Linked DNA regions of Mus musculus: regions 2, 3, 4 and 5 are each linked to region 1. A link is a contact called in public Hi-C, HiChIP or PLAC-seq and Micro-C data. All regions are on one chromosome and are shown on one strand. Each heading gives the region's core, a stretch centred on a gene start, on an enhancer-like site or on the middle of the called end of the contact. The rest is flanking DNA. Distances are from core to core; before and after follow the strand shown. Region 1 holds the start of 2900041M22Rik (RIKEN cDNA 2900041M22 gene). Region 2 holds the start of Tha1 (threonine aldolase 1). Region 3 has its middle 31 kb from the start of Gm39478. Region 4 holds the start of Septin9 (septin 9). Region 5 holds the start of Sec14l1 (SEC14-like lipid binding 1).

Region 1 (2,700 bases), core at 64-2,563:
CTGCGCATGTCTGTGAGGGAGGAGTCTTCTAGATTGGCTTAGCTGAGGTAAGAAGACCGTCCCTGGATGTGGGTGGCACCGTTCTATGGGCTGTGGACTTGAGCTGAATAACAAGGAGAACATGAGCTGAGTGCCTAGACTCATCTCTGCTTCCTGCTCACAGATGCTACCTGGCCCCTGCCTCAGACTCCACACCACGCCAGGACTGCACTCTCAAACCATGCACCACAGTAAATCCTTGCTCCATTAGGTTGTCTTGTCATTTCAACAGGAAAAGTAGCCCAAGCTGGTCCTCAGAATGGAGCTCGAGGAGACAACAGACAGCTCCCTCCTCCCTCTTCCCTCCTCCCTCTCAGTGACTGTGGTTTCAGCCCCTAGCCTGTAGTATGTGATCAGGCAACCAATCAGATTAAAACCTACACCTCCTATGCTTTTAGAGCTAATTAACACAGATGTGGAAATGAGAATGACCCACCAGCCACAAAGGAAGACTCCCATGAAGATCGTATAAACTAGAACCCGCTCTGCAGAAGCCTGCAGGATAAGCATTTCCTGCTGCCCTCCTGCCCACAGCTTGCTTCGGGCTTCACTGTGGGTTCACGTGGGCCAGAAGCTGCCAGCACAGCCCCTGTGTGCACAGCCCAAGATGCATGCCTTTGGCCTATGAGGGAGAGAGACAGAGAATGTAAAGATGAATCTTGTTAACTTGACAGAATTGAGAACTGGATACAATCCTCCTGGGCTGGGGTCTTGGACTAAACAAAAAGGAGGAACAGAGCCTGGCACCAGTATCCATCTCTCTCTCTGCTTCCTGACTGAGGATGTCATGTGACCAGCATCCATCTCTCTGCTTCCTGACTGAGGATGTCATGTGACCAGCATCTCTCTCTCTCTCTCTCTTTCTCTCTCTCTCTCTCTCTCTCTCTCCTCTCTCTCTCTGTCTCTGTCTCTCTCTGCTTCCTGACAGAGGATGCCATGTGACCAGCTGTCTCCCACTCTGGCTTTCACACCATCCCCACAATGACCTTGAACTGTGAACCAAACAACCCTTTCCTTCCTTAGACTCCTTTTGTTGCTGGATCTTATCAGGAACAGGAAAATTATTTAATACAGAAAAATTCACTTCTCAGGCTCGGCCAGTCTGGGCTATGCAAGTCTAATAAAGAGGCACAAAGATTCCAAACTCCCCAGGCTCTAGGAGGACGCCCCACCAGGGATCTCCTGGAAGCTCCGCCCACTCTACACGCTGCAGGAACACCTCGGACCTCAGAAAGGACGGGCTTGCAGGAGTCTGCCCCGCCCATCACACACCCATTAGAAGTAGAGCTATGAGGCTAGTTGAGCTGGCCCGCTGATTGGTTATATGGTCTTGTGCTTCCTTTTAACTTCTCTGGGCTTCCACTTCTCCCTCGGCAAAACACACAAGACCACGCCTTGCAGCTGCACCGCGCAGATGCCTTCCGAGCTGTCCTAAAAGCTGGGATCTCTCCGGCAGTGCAGGGTGAGTATTTGGTTAGGAGGCTGCTTTCTTTATCCCTTTTATGAGAAAAAGGACAGACCAGCACCAGTTCCACCTTCCAAGTCGGAAGCTTGGGCATGTGCTAGTCAGACCATTTACCCGTTATCACCCAGCAAAGATGTGATAGCTCTGGAGTCTTCTCCAGGAACCTGCTTCAGATCCCGTATCTCAGACACTGTTTCCTAGTGCCAGCCTTGCTAGTCAGCAGAGAGAGAGAGAGAGAGAGAGAGAGAGAGAGAGAGAGAGAGAGAGAGACCTGACCAGGGTGGCTGCTGTCTTGATATCATAGCTCATCATTTTGTGTTCAACTTCACAGGACTGCAGACTAGCTCCCAGATACTTTGTAACAAATGACACCAAGACAGTGAGCTTAAAACAAAACAGTGAGGTTCAGGGGTCCAAGCCTCTGGCCAGGTCCTCCACTTGTGCTCTCATGAAGCTGCCATCCTAGTCTGAACTGCTAATCGTCTGAAAGAAAGATCCATCTTCAACTCAGCCAGTTGGTGTCTGTCAGTTCCTTGTGGGCTGTCAGGCTCGCACTATGTGGGCTGTTGGACCTGTTTCTTTGCTGACGATCAGATGGAGACCACACTCTACTTCTGGCTAAATAGCCCCCTCTATCAGCAACTCAGAGCTTATCCAGCTGCTTTGCCAAAGCCAGCATGGGGTGGAGGGCGGGGGGTGGGTATCATGGTCATTTGGTCAGGCACAGTCCCACCTTCAGACACAAAGGTGGCAGGAGTCATGGAGAACAATCTGGTGGCCACCATGTGACACGATAGTCACACAAGCATGTCCTCAATTTCCAGATTCAGGAAGAATGTCAAGAACAGGTGAAGGACCCACCCAGGCTCAGTTCAGTGGGAAAACGTTCTCAACAGCTTTGATGTCCCTGAGCTACATGCAGGTGGCGTTGGTACCTGGCTGGCTGCGGCAGATCCAGAGCAGAAACCACATCGGTGGGAGCCAGGAGACTGAAGAGCTTCCCTTCCTACTGCAGTCCTGTTACCTGGGGTTGGCCGGTCTGCATAGTGTGGAGTCAGCACCAGCTGAGGATGTACACATCGGTTGACATTGGCCAGTGCTGCTGCTTCTGCCTCTACCCAAGTGGTCATTGTTGGGAGGGAGGTCGTTGGGCTCCAGAGGGCAGGTCGAATGTTGAAACTACCTGAAGTTCAGAC
Region 2 (2,700 bases), core at 140-2,639, 260 kb after region 1:
CTCTGCACATCACCACGGAAGAAGAGCCTCTGGGGAGCGGGCAGGGCACAAAGAGTGCAGCTGGCGGGTGAGTGGATGGCCTGGGTAAAGGCCATGGTGGCTCTCCTGTCTGTGACACAATGCTCAGTGCTAAAGTGATCTAGATTCTGTCCCCAGAGGACACATACCCGTGTCTCCCTGAGCCCTGTGTGCGGTCGGGGATGAGTTCTGCTCGCTCCTCCTCCCAGCCCCTGGTTCACCCTCCTCAGACTCCTGTCGAGGCCAGGACCTCCCAGCCTTGATGTGGTGACCTGTTTACACCAGGTGCCTGCTGAGAGCAGTGTAGCTCAGCATCTTTGAAGTTCCTGGTAATATCTTGTTGTCAAGAGATTCTAGATCAGCCCCAATCACCCCTGGGTCCACAAAGGTCAAGTGTGATCTCTGGTGTATCTCTGGATCTCTAGTGCACACACAGCAGCACTAGAGGTCCACCTTAGCAGTGACTATTGACCCCGGGTGGGCTTTGGTTTGCTGTCTCCTTAACGCGCTGCACTCCCTAGATATGAAATTCTGCACCCCCCCCCCCCCCCTGTGAAGGAGCAGCGAGCACTTTCTTTGCTGGATTGATTTTGTCTTTGTGAAGTCAGCCAATGAATGAAGGAGAGTAGTTAGCCCTCCTTGTAGTAAGACCTGTCTCAAACCCTGGTTCTTCCCTGTTCCTGATGTGGGTCCTTGAACTCCTCTCTGCCCATCTCGGGGTCTTGCTTTGCCAAGTCTGGACAACACCCATCTGGGCAATTGGGTGACAGTGGGCAGAAATCACCAGGTGGTCCTGTTAAAATGCAGATTCTGGCTCCCCAAGTCCATTGTGGAGCTCAAGAGTCTGCATTACCAGGGATCTCTCCGAGAAGGAACAAGAACGCAGAGTGCACCACTGAGCGTCCTCAAATGTCAGCGAGGCACCCCTCTGCGTCCGTGCTGTCCTGTCAGAACCACGGACAGCGTCCCGGGGTCACCGCAACGACCCCTGCCCCGGGCCTGTTCGCCGGGCTCACCGTGGACCGTAGGGTCTTCGCCGTAATCATCGTCTCCTACAACCGCTTCGGCCATAGCGCGCCTCATGGCCGGCCCTGGCCGGGTCACCGTGTCGCTGCGTAGGTCCACCACGTGGGCTGGGACCCCCGCCCAATTCCTAGACCACTGAGCCCAGGGCACCCTGAGCCCCGGGACCGTGGCCCGGAACAGGCTGCGTAGCATGGCGGCCCGGAACAGGCTGCATAGCATGGCTGTGGCACTCGTCTTTCTCGGCCGCAGGAGCGGAGGACAGTCTCTTCCGTGCCAGCGGGGAACCCGTGTAACTGGACTCTTCTGACCCCGCGCGGACCTGAACTGGGCAAGCCCGGGGCACTATGGGAATTGTAGTCCTCTCTGGAGTTTTATACATTATTCGAGCCCCGCAGCATGCTGAGAGTTGTAGTTTTTGTGTTCCGTTGTTCCAAAGGCTAGGAGATTTTGGAATGACAGTTCCTTACTTTGCTGAGTGGGAAACAAAGCTGAGGTCCGGGGATTTTAGCGTGTACATGGTACTGCTCGTGGCACTGCAGATTTAACTTAATTAAGCGTCTCAGCCACTCTGGGAAACACCTGGGTGTTTGGGAATGGAACTCAGGTTCTCTTCATAATCAGTTCCATGCCTCTGAGCCACCTCTCCAGTCCCTCACGGTCCTCATTTTACACCCGAGGAAACAGGCTGCAGACACTGATGTGAAGTCCAGGAATCAAGTATGGTACCGTGTTGCCCATAAACAGTAGCTTTCAACCACTGGAGTCTTTTTAATTTTTCTCCTTAAAAATTAGTTCTGGCCGGGCAGTGGTGGCGCACGCCTTTAATCACAGCACTTGGGAGGCAGAGGCAGGCGGATTTCTGAGTTCGAGGCCAGCCTGGTTTACAAAGTGAGTTCCAGGACAGCCAGGGCTACACAGAGAAACCTTGTCTCAAAACAAACAAACAAACAACAAAATTAGTTCTGAACTCACTGGGTAACCTAGTTGACCTTGAACATCTGACCGTCCTGCTTGGGAATTCAAGTGTGTGCCACCATGCCCAGTTTACGCTGTGCTGGGAACTAGATTTAGGGCTTTGTAAGTGCTAGGCAAGCATGCTACCAAATGGGATACATTCCCCCTCCCTCCTCTCCCCTCCTCCTCCTCCTTCCCCCTCCCCTTCCCCTCTCCTCTCCCCAAATTCTTCTTTTAAATGAATTTAAAGCTGGGAGGTGGTGGCACACACCTTTAATTCCAGCACTGGGGAGGCAGAGGTAGGCGGATCTCTGAATTCGAGGCCAGCCTGGTCCACAGAGTTCCAGGACAATCAAGGCTACACAGAGACCCTGTATGGGGGGGGGGGGAGATTTAAAACTTTAAAAATCATATGTGTGGGGTGGGGAGTAGATACACATGAGTGTAGTTACCTACTGGGGCCAGAAGAGGGCGCTGGACAACCTGGAGCTAGAGTTACAGAGTCTCCAAGAGACTGTATGGGTTTGTGTCTGCCATCTCTCTAGGACATATGGGAAACGGAGTTTTGGAGGTATCTAGAAATCTTTCTTTTTCCTATACCATTGGCTTGGAGAGACAAGGTGCTTCCATGGAAGTCATGCCCAAGAGCCCTGTGACAGAGCACCTAGCTAGTAAGCATGTGATCCTTAGATTGATTCCTCA
Region 3 (2,700 bases), core at 190-2,689, 380 kb before region 1:
CACACATGTGTCCAGCCCAGCCTTCATTCTGTGCATGACAGGGCCCAGCCCAGGTAGGTGACAGCAGGGTATTTGAGAGGCTCGCATGAGGGAGAGGTGGTTCCCTTGAGACTCAAGGGTGGAAGCTTGGAGATTCACAGGCTGACCAGAGAACAAAGCAGCCTTTGAGAGCCCTGGATCCTGGCCTTCACCACCCGACCCTCACTGGTGCCCTTAGCCAAGGACAGCGCAGCACCGGACCAGAGCGAGACCTTCTCCTTTTGTTTGTTTTGAGGCAGGTTACCTGGCCCCAATTTCACTGTGTAGTCCTGGATGGTATTGAACTCCCAATCCTGCTGCCTCTATGGTCAGGTTGCTGGGATTACAAACCTGCCGCAGGTTTATGTGATGCTGGGAATGGACCAGGGTACTGTGCCAGGGCCATACACTCTACCAGTGAGCTACATCCTCACGTGGTGCCTTCTCTTAGGATGGGTCACGGCCAAAGACCAGTCCTCCCCTCCCCCTCTTTTTTTTTGGGGGGGCTGTGAATGGAATCCAGGGCCTCAGTTGTGCCTGGAGGTGCTGTACAGTTGCAGTTCTCCCCGACATTTACATTTTCTTTTTTTCATTTTGAGGTGTCGTCTTGCTATGTGTCCCTGGTTGATCTCAAACTCAGGATTACCCTACTTCAGCCTCCTGAGTAACTGGATCTGGGCACAGGCCACCATGCTAGGCATGACTGTCGCTCTAGGAACCCTTCATTTGGATGTATTTTTACAAAAGTTTTCTTAACCAAAACTCAGCCGTAAATGGCCAGACTAGGACAGAAGAGGAAAACCCCCACCCCTCCTCCAGCCTGGTCTTCACCCAGTTGATTAATTAGGGTCAGTTGGAGCCCTAATCCTAACCCCAGTCCCCGGGGAAGTCAGGCTCTTGCCCTGTCCCTGCAGGGTGGCCTTGAGCAGATTACTTTGTGGCTTGCCCTCAGTTTCCTTATCTGTAGAGTGAGACTGAGTCCCTCCCCTTGGTGGGCTTCTGAGGTTTTGGTGTGCACTTGGCTGGCTCCCCGTTTCCAGCTGGCTGTGCTGTATCCTGCCATTCTGTCTCAGTGTCAGATGCTATGAAAGCTGCCTCCTTCCATCCCTGCTTCCACGCTGGGAGGCTGTGGGCCAGGGCACTCCAGTGGATGGAGACCTGGCTGGCTGGATGCCCCAAGGACTGGTGGCTGAAGCCGGTCCAGCCCTGCTGCCCAGGAGGTGTGGTCAAGGGTGTGGTCTTGCCCTGGTTGGGGCCATGGGACCTTCTAGCCGCAGGGAAGAGGTTCAGGGCTTGAGTGGGCATCCTTAGCTCTGCCCTGTCCTTTCTTTTCCTTTCCGCTCCCCCTCCCACCTTGTGGGGCTGGCCCGGGGTCCTCTCAGAGATTTCCCCAGGCAAATGCTTCAGGCTCCTCAGCAGGGCTGGCATGAGTCACTGAGCAGAGACAGGCCCCAGAGGCACGGGATGCTGCGTTCTCAGCCAAGGGTCGGCGTGGTTTCTCTTTTCAGTCTTCTGGATTGGCTTTGTGGCTCTTAGAAATTAAGCAGTTTTATCTTGTTCCAAGCGCTTGTGTTTCAGCACGGGGTGGGGAGAAAGAGAGAGAGAGAGAGAGAGAGAGAGAGAGGCTGACTCTCTAAAAGGGAGCTTTCTACTCAGCCAGGGGACAAGGAGAGGACAGGGAGGGTGAGAAAGGCTAGGCCAATGGGGCAGTCACAGACAGGGATCATGGGAGACACTGCCCAGTAAGGAATCCACACATGGCTCTCTGCAAGGGTCCAACTGCCCTGGCATTGGATGTATGCTCCTGGCTGGGGTCTGGTTTGTGTAGTGAGACACCAGGGTCCCAGGTCTTCTCTGCCACGGGGCAGGCAGACAACCGGGGCTCTCTGGAGGCTCACTGCCCCATTCAGTCCTCTCATCTCCCACCTCTGGGCTGGCCGCAGAGCCTCTGGCGGGCTCCAGCTGTGACTGATGGATTGCTGTGACTTTGCTTAGCTCTGCAGGTCAGAAATCAGAAGCAGAACGAGCTGGGCAGGGCTAGCTCCTTCTGAAGCTCCAAGCAGCTCTTGGCCCAATGCTTTCCCAGCTCCTGGTGGCTCCAGCAGCGTCGGCTTTCTTGGCTTCTGCCTCTGCTGTCTCGTGACCGGCTTCTCTCAGATCTCCCTCTGCCTTTCTAAAAATGAGGATATTTAAGGCCTCTGGGCAGCTGGGATGATCACAACTTAAGCCACCACATTCTATCCACAAAAAGCCTTTCCTTTTTTTTTTTTCCTTTCAAGAAAAAAAAAAAAAAGAGTCTATCTGTGTTTGTGTACATTTGCCCTGACACGTGTGGAGGTCAGAGGACAACTTGAAGAAATCTGTTCTCTGTTTCCATCATTTGGGTGCAGAAACAGAATTCACGTCATCAGGCTTAGTGACAAGCACCTTTACCAGTTGAGCCATATAGCTTGCCCAAGAGCCTTTTCTCCCAGACACTGCTCTCTGTGTTGGGGGGGGATAGACGTATGGGGTGGTAGGGGTATGGGGATATGGGGTGTGAGAGTACCAGAGTAAGAGTCTGGGGTGGTAGGCGTTTGTGGGGGACACCATTCTCCCTGTGTAGCTGGTGTTGGGCTGGTTATAAGACTAGTAATAGTTGAGGTGGCCTTGAACCCCTGATGGTCCTGCCTCCGCCTATCA
Region 4 (2,700 bases), core at 99-2,598, 350 kb before region 1:
CCCCCAAATGTGGGATAGGCAGGTGACCTGGTGATGGTCAGACTGCCAGGCAGGCTGAGACCCTGACAGAAGCCATCAGGGGTGCCCACTGCTCCTGAAGTAAGGCTTCCAGAAGGATGGGGGTGCGGGTGCATCTAAAATGGCCGTGGTTTTGCACTTTCCATGTCCAAAAGCTCACTTGGTTGAAAATAGTTTTTAAACCATCTGAGGCATGAGGGAGGGAGGGAGGGGCACATTTTCTGAAATAGGAAGGACTCTATTCCAGCAGCTTAAAAAAAAAAGTCTCACCAAACCTAGCCCAGGCTTCTCCTCTCCTCTGCAGCCTCACCAGCCTCTGCAGGTCTCAGCACTGTTCTTCCCTCACTGAGAATGGTGGAATAGGGAGAAAGCAGACCCAGACCCAGGACAGCTCAGGGACTCACACTGAGGACCAGGGGATGAGTCACTCGCCCACTCTGCAGGGACTTGTCCCCAGCTATGAATCCATGCAGCCCTGATTGAGCAGAGAGGTCCCAGGTCTAAGGTTGTGCCCAGCGGGCAGGAGACTTGGCTCATCCAGGAAGTGGTGAACACCGCCTCCCCCCACCCCCCCAATCCCTGGGGACCCTTCCTGGTAACTAGTGTTTGTTTTTTCTGTATAGCCCCGTGGTTTTCTCTGCTTGCCCGGTGGATGTCTGAAGTGTGAAGGCTACTTGGACAGAGAAAGTCTAGGCTGTGGGTACCCACTGATGTGGAAGGAGCCCAGGAGCAGCCTTCTTCCTTCCTTCTGATGTTAGGAACTATGGTTTCTCTCTTCTGGAGGGAAGGTCGTGGTCCACTCTCTGTACTCAGGAAGCCCATACAGTGGAAGGGGGGAGGGGCGTTGCAACGATTCTTCAGAAGGGCCGCCTCTCCCTGCCCTATCCCTTCCGTAGCACTTACCCAAAGGATGCAGCAGCGACCCCCGGGGGTGCAAGGGGGTAGCAGTCCTCGACGTGTGGATGCTGAGAACTCCCGGGACCCTCATCTCTGTAGTGAACCGTCTAGGGTCCTGCAGACCCACACTAGCCTAGCGCTACAGCTTAACCCTTGCAGGCCCCGTGCTTATATGCGAAGGAGGCACTCAGGAACTTTGGCTGCGTAAATAAAACCTCGGGCAGCAAGAGCACTGCGCCCAGGGAAGGGGAGGAATCTTGTCCCCCTCGGCGCCCGCCCGCTGCTGTGGCCCGGCCTCCACATCCTCTACATCCGCCCACATCTGGCCGCGGAGGGGCGTGAGGGGGAGGGGCCGAGGCCGTGTCTGTCGCGGTCCCCTGGGCACCCGCCAGGAAGGGAGAAGGGGGGGCAGCCCAGGTCGTGTGCCTGGGACTCTGCAGTCCCTGTAGAAGCAGCTCTGGTTCCATCCCCTCCAGGCCCAGTTTTGACAGGCGGGCGCAACAGCCAGTGCCGAGTCGCGGAGGCCGGCTGGGGTACGGGAACCTGATCCAGCCGGGAGGCGGGGGCGGGGCGGGGGCCCGGGTGCTTGGGGAGGGGCCGGCGCCCGCCTTCCTCCCCCATTCATTCAGCCGACCGTGGGGGCCGAGGGGCTCCGGCGGCCAGCTCTGCACCGGGAGCGGGAGCGCGCAGGGCCCGGTCTCCGCGGGACTCCCTGCGCACCAGCCACCATGTCCGACCCCGCGGTCAACGCACAGCTGGACGGGATCATTTCAGACTTTGAAGGTGGGTGCCCGACCCAGCGGTTGCTTGGCGAGCTGGGCAGGAACCTCCAGGCGGGCCTGAGACGGGACGGGATGAGCACGGGAGAGGCAAGACCCCGGTTTGCTCACCCTGGGGCTCTGCGCCCCAGACCCCGCATTGCCGAGTTGGAGAGCCCCATTAAGGGGGCCTGTAGATGATAGACCCTATAGTTGGGGGCCACGCGCCCCCTGGGGATCCCAGGTTCATGCTGCCTCTGGGGTGTTCGTCTTTTTATTGTTGTTTGTTTTTGCTCTGGGACTGTCGTCTCCTCGAGGGCGGGCTTGACTTCTTGGGAACAACCCCAGGAGCGCAATTCCACCCTGGAAACCAGTGGGTTTTCTTCTTTTGGTGCTCGCCCTCAGCTCTCACCAGCATGGGAGTTAGTTCCCCTCCTCGGATCCAGTGGGAGGCCGAATCCTCAGGGTGGACCTCCTCCCCTCCCCCACGCCAGCTCCGGGGTTGGGGCTGAGCCCAGTCCCGGGGCTGGCAAGGGCTGCCAAATTGATCGGCCCGCAGGCCCCATGCACCCGAGGGGATCCCGGCCCGGCGAGTCTCAGGGTCCAGGGTGGGATGTCCAATACCCCCGATCCAGGCCTGGGACACCTTTATCCATCAGAGAGAGAAGAGCCTTTTGGGAGAGAGGGGGCCTGTGCGCTCACACAAGGACAGCACTTTCGCCTCTTGTCCTGAGTTTACAAAGTGCAAAGATACTTGGGGGCCGTTTCCTCCAAGGGTGGGCCTTCCATCTCCGCCCTGGGCTTGCATGCGCGGGCTTTCCAGAGGCCTCGTGACTGCCACTGCCGGTGCCGTGGCCCCTCGTCCTGCGTCCCCCTCCGGAGTAAATAAAGCCAGTGGAAAGGGAGGCTTACACAATGGTGTCCCGCGCGCGTCTGGGGCTGGGTTTCCGAGGGGCGGGCCTGACTCTGCCGGGCCCGGAGCCCCCGCCCCTCTGAGGGGCTCTCAGGCAGCCTTAGGCAGAGCCCT
Region 5 (2,700 bases), core at 100-2,599, 500 kb before region 1:
ATCTTCCAGTCTCTATTTCCTGTACATTTGTGGTTCATCTATAGGTTTGTCAGAATGGTGTGTTCTGGATAAGATCATCTCAATGGGTGCTGCCATTCACTCCTACCAGGAGCTCATGTTTGTCTTTCTTTCTTTCTTTCTTTCTTTCTTTCTTTCTTTCTTCCTTTCTCTCTCTCTCTCTCTCTCTCTCTCTCTCTCTCTCTCTCTCTCTCCCTTTCTTTCTGATACAGGGTTTCTCCGCGTAGCCCCTGGCTGTCCTGGAACTCACTCTGTAGACCAGCCTGGCCTCGAACTCAGAAATCTGCCTGCCTCAGCCTCCCAAGTGCTGGGATTAAAGGCACCACTGCCCAGCTCCCACAGCATCTTTTAAAGGTGAATGTGATCCCTACACGTGGACATAAGTCATCAGCAGCCTGAGTAGCGCGGGTAGCAGTGCTGGAAAATGACGGTTTGAGTTGGAAATAAAGTGTGATCGAGCAATGAATGATATGTTTGTGTGGTGGGTAAACAGGTCCTGAAGGAAATTCCCAAACTCTTGTGTGCAAGTACAGCCATCCGGGGTGACTAATGTGAACGGAACAACAGTGACACTGATGGAGAAATTGTGTGTTGCTTCTAAAACTAGCTTTTCTGTGTGGGTGGATGCGCCAGGTGTCCGCTTATTGTCACCCGCCCGTCTTCAGGACCCCTAAATGTCTCCGTGTGTGGCTCTTAAATTTTAAAGTTGGAGACGCTGAAACGCAAGGCACACCTAGCACCCCACTTGAGGTCCCTCCCCTTAGAGCCATCCCACAGCCAGACATTCCCCAACCATCTGGACGTGTTGACAAGGGTGCTTGGGTTACACCCATCTCCTCCCCACCCTGTTCGCTCCATCACCATTACTAGGCCAGAATGCAATCAGACACTATAGCAGTGCAGGAAAAAAAAGAGGAAGCCCACGAGGAAGCACAGACGGCGCAAGCGCGCAGCATTCAAGCTGGAGGGCCGGCTTAGCTGACATTCCGTAGAGGTCCCAGTTCCCGCTCCGGCTGGAGTGCGCATTTGAATCTTTTCTGGGGTCTGTGGCTGCTAACTGCGAAGCCTCGCCCGCCGCCACGGCCCTTCCCCCTTCCCACTGACGCCAAGAGAAGGAGCCTCTGGGGCTCGCTCCGAGTCCTGGCAGACCAAGTCCTGAGCCCCTCCTACGCACGCGCAGATCTGTAACTCGCGCCGGCGCAGTACGGCCCTTAGCCAGCCCGGCGGCCGCCCCTCCCCCTCCCTAGCAACCGCCTCCTGCTCCTTCCCCCGCCCCCTCGGCCTGGTGTGCGCACGCGCGCCTCTTCCGGGCTGGCCCCTCCCTCCCCGTCACCCGTAACAACCACTCGAGCCCTCGCCGCGCCCCTCGGCCCTCCCGCCCCGGCCCCTGTCCCCGGAACCGGCGGTCGAGCGGCGGCAGCCGAGCCTGTGGCACGGCTCTCTCTTCGGGGAGCCGCCGGCATGAACGCATCCCGCCACCGCGCCGCGTCCCCGACCCGGTCCTTCTGACAAGAGGTAAGCTCGCGTCGTCGTGGAGGGTAGGAGCGCGCCCGGGTGTCAGTCCCTGGCAGGGTCCCTCTGCTGCGACGGCCCGGGGCGCTCGCCATCTCGGAGACTGCGGAGCCAGCCGGGTCCCTCCGCCGCCGCCGCCCCCTCCGTCCAGCCCCGGCCTGCAGGGAGGCGCTCCCCCGGGGCCGACCCTGGGCTGATTTTCAAATACCAATTATCATGCAACAGAGGCAGCCCCGGCCTCCTGTGCCATTTGGCGGTGGTCACTCCGGATGCCCGCGCAGGGCGTGGATCTGGACCAGACCTCCCCAAGCCAAGATCTGGCCCAAGTTCAGGGAGCTGGCGAGCAAGCTGGTCCTTCAGTGTAGTCACTTGGTTAAGAGTTTCTTAATAAAGGCATCACGCAGTGCTTGCATCTTCTCTCCTACCCGTCAGCACCCGGTAATCATCCTCCTTTTATTTGAGAGATACCCGAAAACTAATTTTCTCAATTAAAAAAATATAAACGATTCTTAGTCTCCCCTCCGCGCACCGGCGTTGTAAGGTTTACGAGAGTGAATGGAACGCGGTCTCTGCGCTCCAGGACGCGTCAGCGCCTGAATCGAGATTAATGAAGGCTTGAGTTTGGAGAACCGAGGAGTCTGGTTTGAGAGCTGGGAGTGTAAGATCGTCTCACACAGATGGAATCAGGAAAGGCGAACGGCATGCTTGAGGTCACCCAGAGTTATTAGCCATTGTAGTTTTCCAACTGTTGGAAGGTGGTTTTCCAACGTAACCTGCTCCTTCCGAGTGCTATGCCAAGCAAACATACCAGAGAAAGTTCCAGACCTGTTTAAAGCAATGTAAACATTGTAGAAGTGCAGCTCTAGATAGCAATCCTCTGAAGTCTATCAGCGTAGGGGTTTTTTGTTTGCTTTTTTAAACACCTGTAATTTGGGATACCGAGATACTGGGTTTTGAACTTTTGAATGTCTTTTGACTGTATCTAGGTAAAATAACATCCTTATTGATTGAGCCCCAGTGGGACTACTGGGCTCACTGGACTTTCTTTCCTTTTTATATTTCTGTTTGTTTTTCTCCTCCTTTAAGTAGGTGAGCAAAAGGTTCTAGATGACTCTGAACACACAAGGGTGTTTGCCCAGAAAGCCGCCCTTGCCAGCACCCGAGTGATTC

What was found. A called contact is a pair of places that touch in the nucleus more often than the background predicts. HiChIP or PLAC-seq counts read pairs in DNA pulled down with a chosen protein or histone mark.
Region 2: a FOXA1 HiChIP or PLAC-seq map of pancreatic cancer cells shows a contact between it and region 1. The contact joins the promoter of Tha1 here to the promoter of 2900041M22Rik in region 1. A contact is called at or near these places in 6 of 39 promoter capture datasets (hematopoietic stem and progenitor cells, liver, neutrophils and 2 more), 1 of 115 datasets of contacts at active chromatin or transcription factors (pancreatic cancer cells) and 1 of 9 other capture datasets (adipose tissue).
Region 3: a contact with region 1 is called in a Hi-C map of the C3H10T1/2 cell line, with 3 times the contacts expected there. The contact joins the enhancer-like site here to the promoter of 2900041M22Rik in region 1. A contact is called at or near these places in 1 of 484 Hi-C or Micro-C datasets (the C3H10T1/2 cell line) and 2 of 115 datasets of contacts at active chromatin or transcription factors (memory CD8 T cells and pancreatic cancer cells).
Region 4: an HNF4G HiChIP or PLAC-seq map of pancreatic cancer cells shows a contact between it and region 1. The contact joins the promoter of Septin9 here to the promoter of 2900041M22Rik in region 1. A contact is called at or near these places in 2 of 115 datasets of contacts at active chromatin or transcription factors (large pre-B cells and pancreatic cancer cells) and 1 of 9 other capture datasets (embryonic stem cells).
Region 5: a Micro-C map of embryonic stem cells shows a contact between it and region 1, with 4 times the contacts expected there. The contact joins the promoter of Sec14l1 here to the promoter of 2900041M22Rik in region 1. A contact is called at or near these places in 1 of 484 Hi-C or Micro-C datasets (embryonic stem cells), 1 of 115 datasets of contacts at active chromatin or transcription factors (large pre-B cells) and 1 of 9 other capture datasets (embryonic stem cells).

Annotation. Positions count from the first base shown.
Region 1 is chr11:117,609,934-117,612,633 of GRCm38.p6, forward strand. 2900041M22Rik (RIKEN cDNA 2900041M22 gene) reads left to right here and starts at 1,314. Exons shown (of 2, transcript NR_015489.2): 1 at 1,314-1,501; 2 at 2,329-2,700. Gm35170 (a long non-coding RNA gene) reads right to left here. Exons shown (of 4, transcript XR_003949818.1): 4 at 1,890-2,700.
Region 2 is chr11:117,872,137-117,874,836 of GRCm38.p6, forward strand. It overlaps Tha1 (threonine aldolase 1), which reads right to left and starts at 1,390. Exons shown (of 7, transcript NM_027919.4): 1 at 1,035-1,390. The coding sequence starts at 1,263. Gm11725 (a long non-coding RNA gene) reads left to right here. Exons shown (of 3, transcript XR_001780380.2): 2 at 1-67.
Region 3 is chr11:117,234,177-117,236,876 of GRCm38.p6, forward strand. It overlaps a transcript of Septin9 not described here. Among named protein-coding and RNA genes, the nearest start is that of Gm39478, 31 kb to the right of the region's middle. Within about 2 kb of position 1,440, at least 80 of the 459 cell types and tissues checked have an H3K27ac peak or open chromatin away from gene starts, as enhancers often do. A contact at or near this core is called in the C3H10T1/2 cell line and pancreatic cancer cells, where this site is marked.
Region 4 is chr11:117,264,898-117,267,597 of GRCm38.p6, forward strand. It overlaps Septin9 (septin 9), which reads left to right and starts at 1,349. Exons shown (of 11, transcript NM_001113487.1): 1 at 1,349-1,698. The coding sequence starts at 1,644. It overlaps Gm39478 (a long non-coding RNA gene), which reads right to left and starts at 1,287. Exons shown (of 3, transcript XR_880325.3): 1 at 922-1,287.
Region 5 is chr11:117,113,819-117,116,518 of GRCm38.p6, forward strand. Sec14l1 (SEC14-like lipid binding 1) reads left to right here and starts at 1,350. Exons shown (of 16, transcript NM_001166506.2): 1 at 1,350-1,533.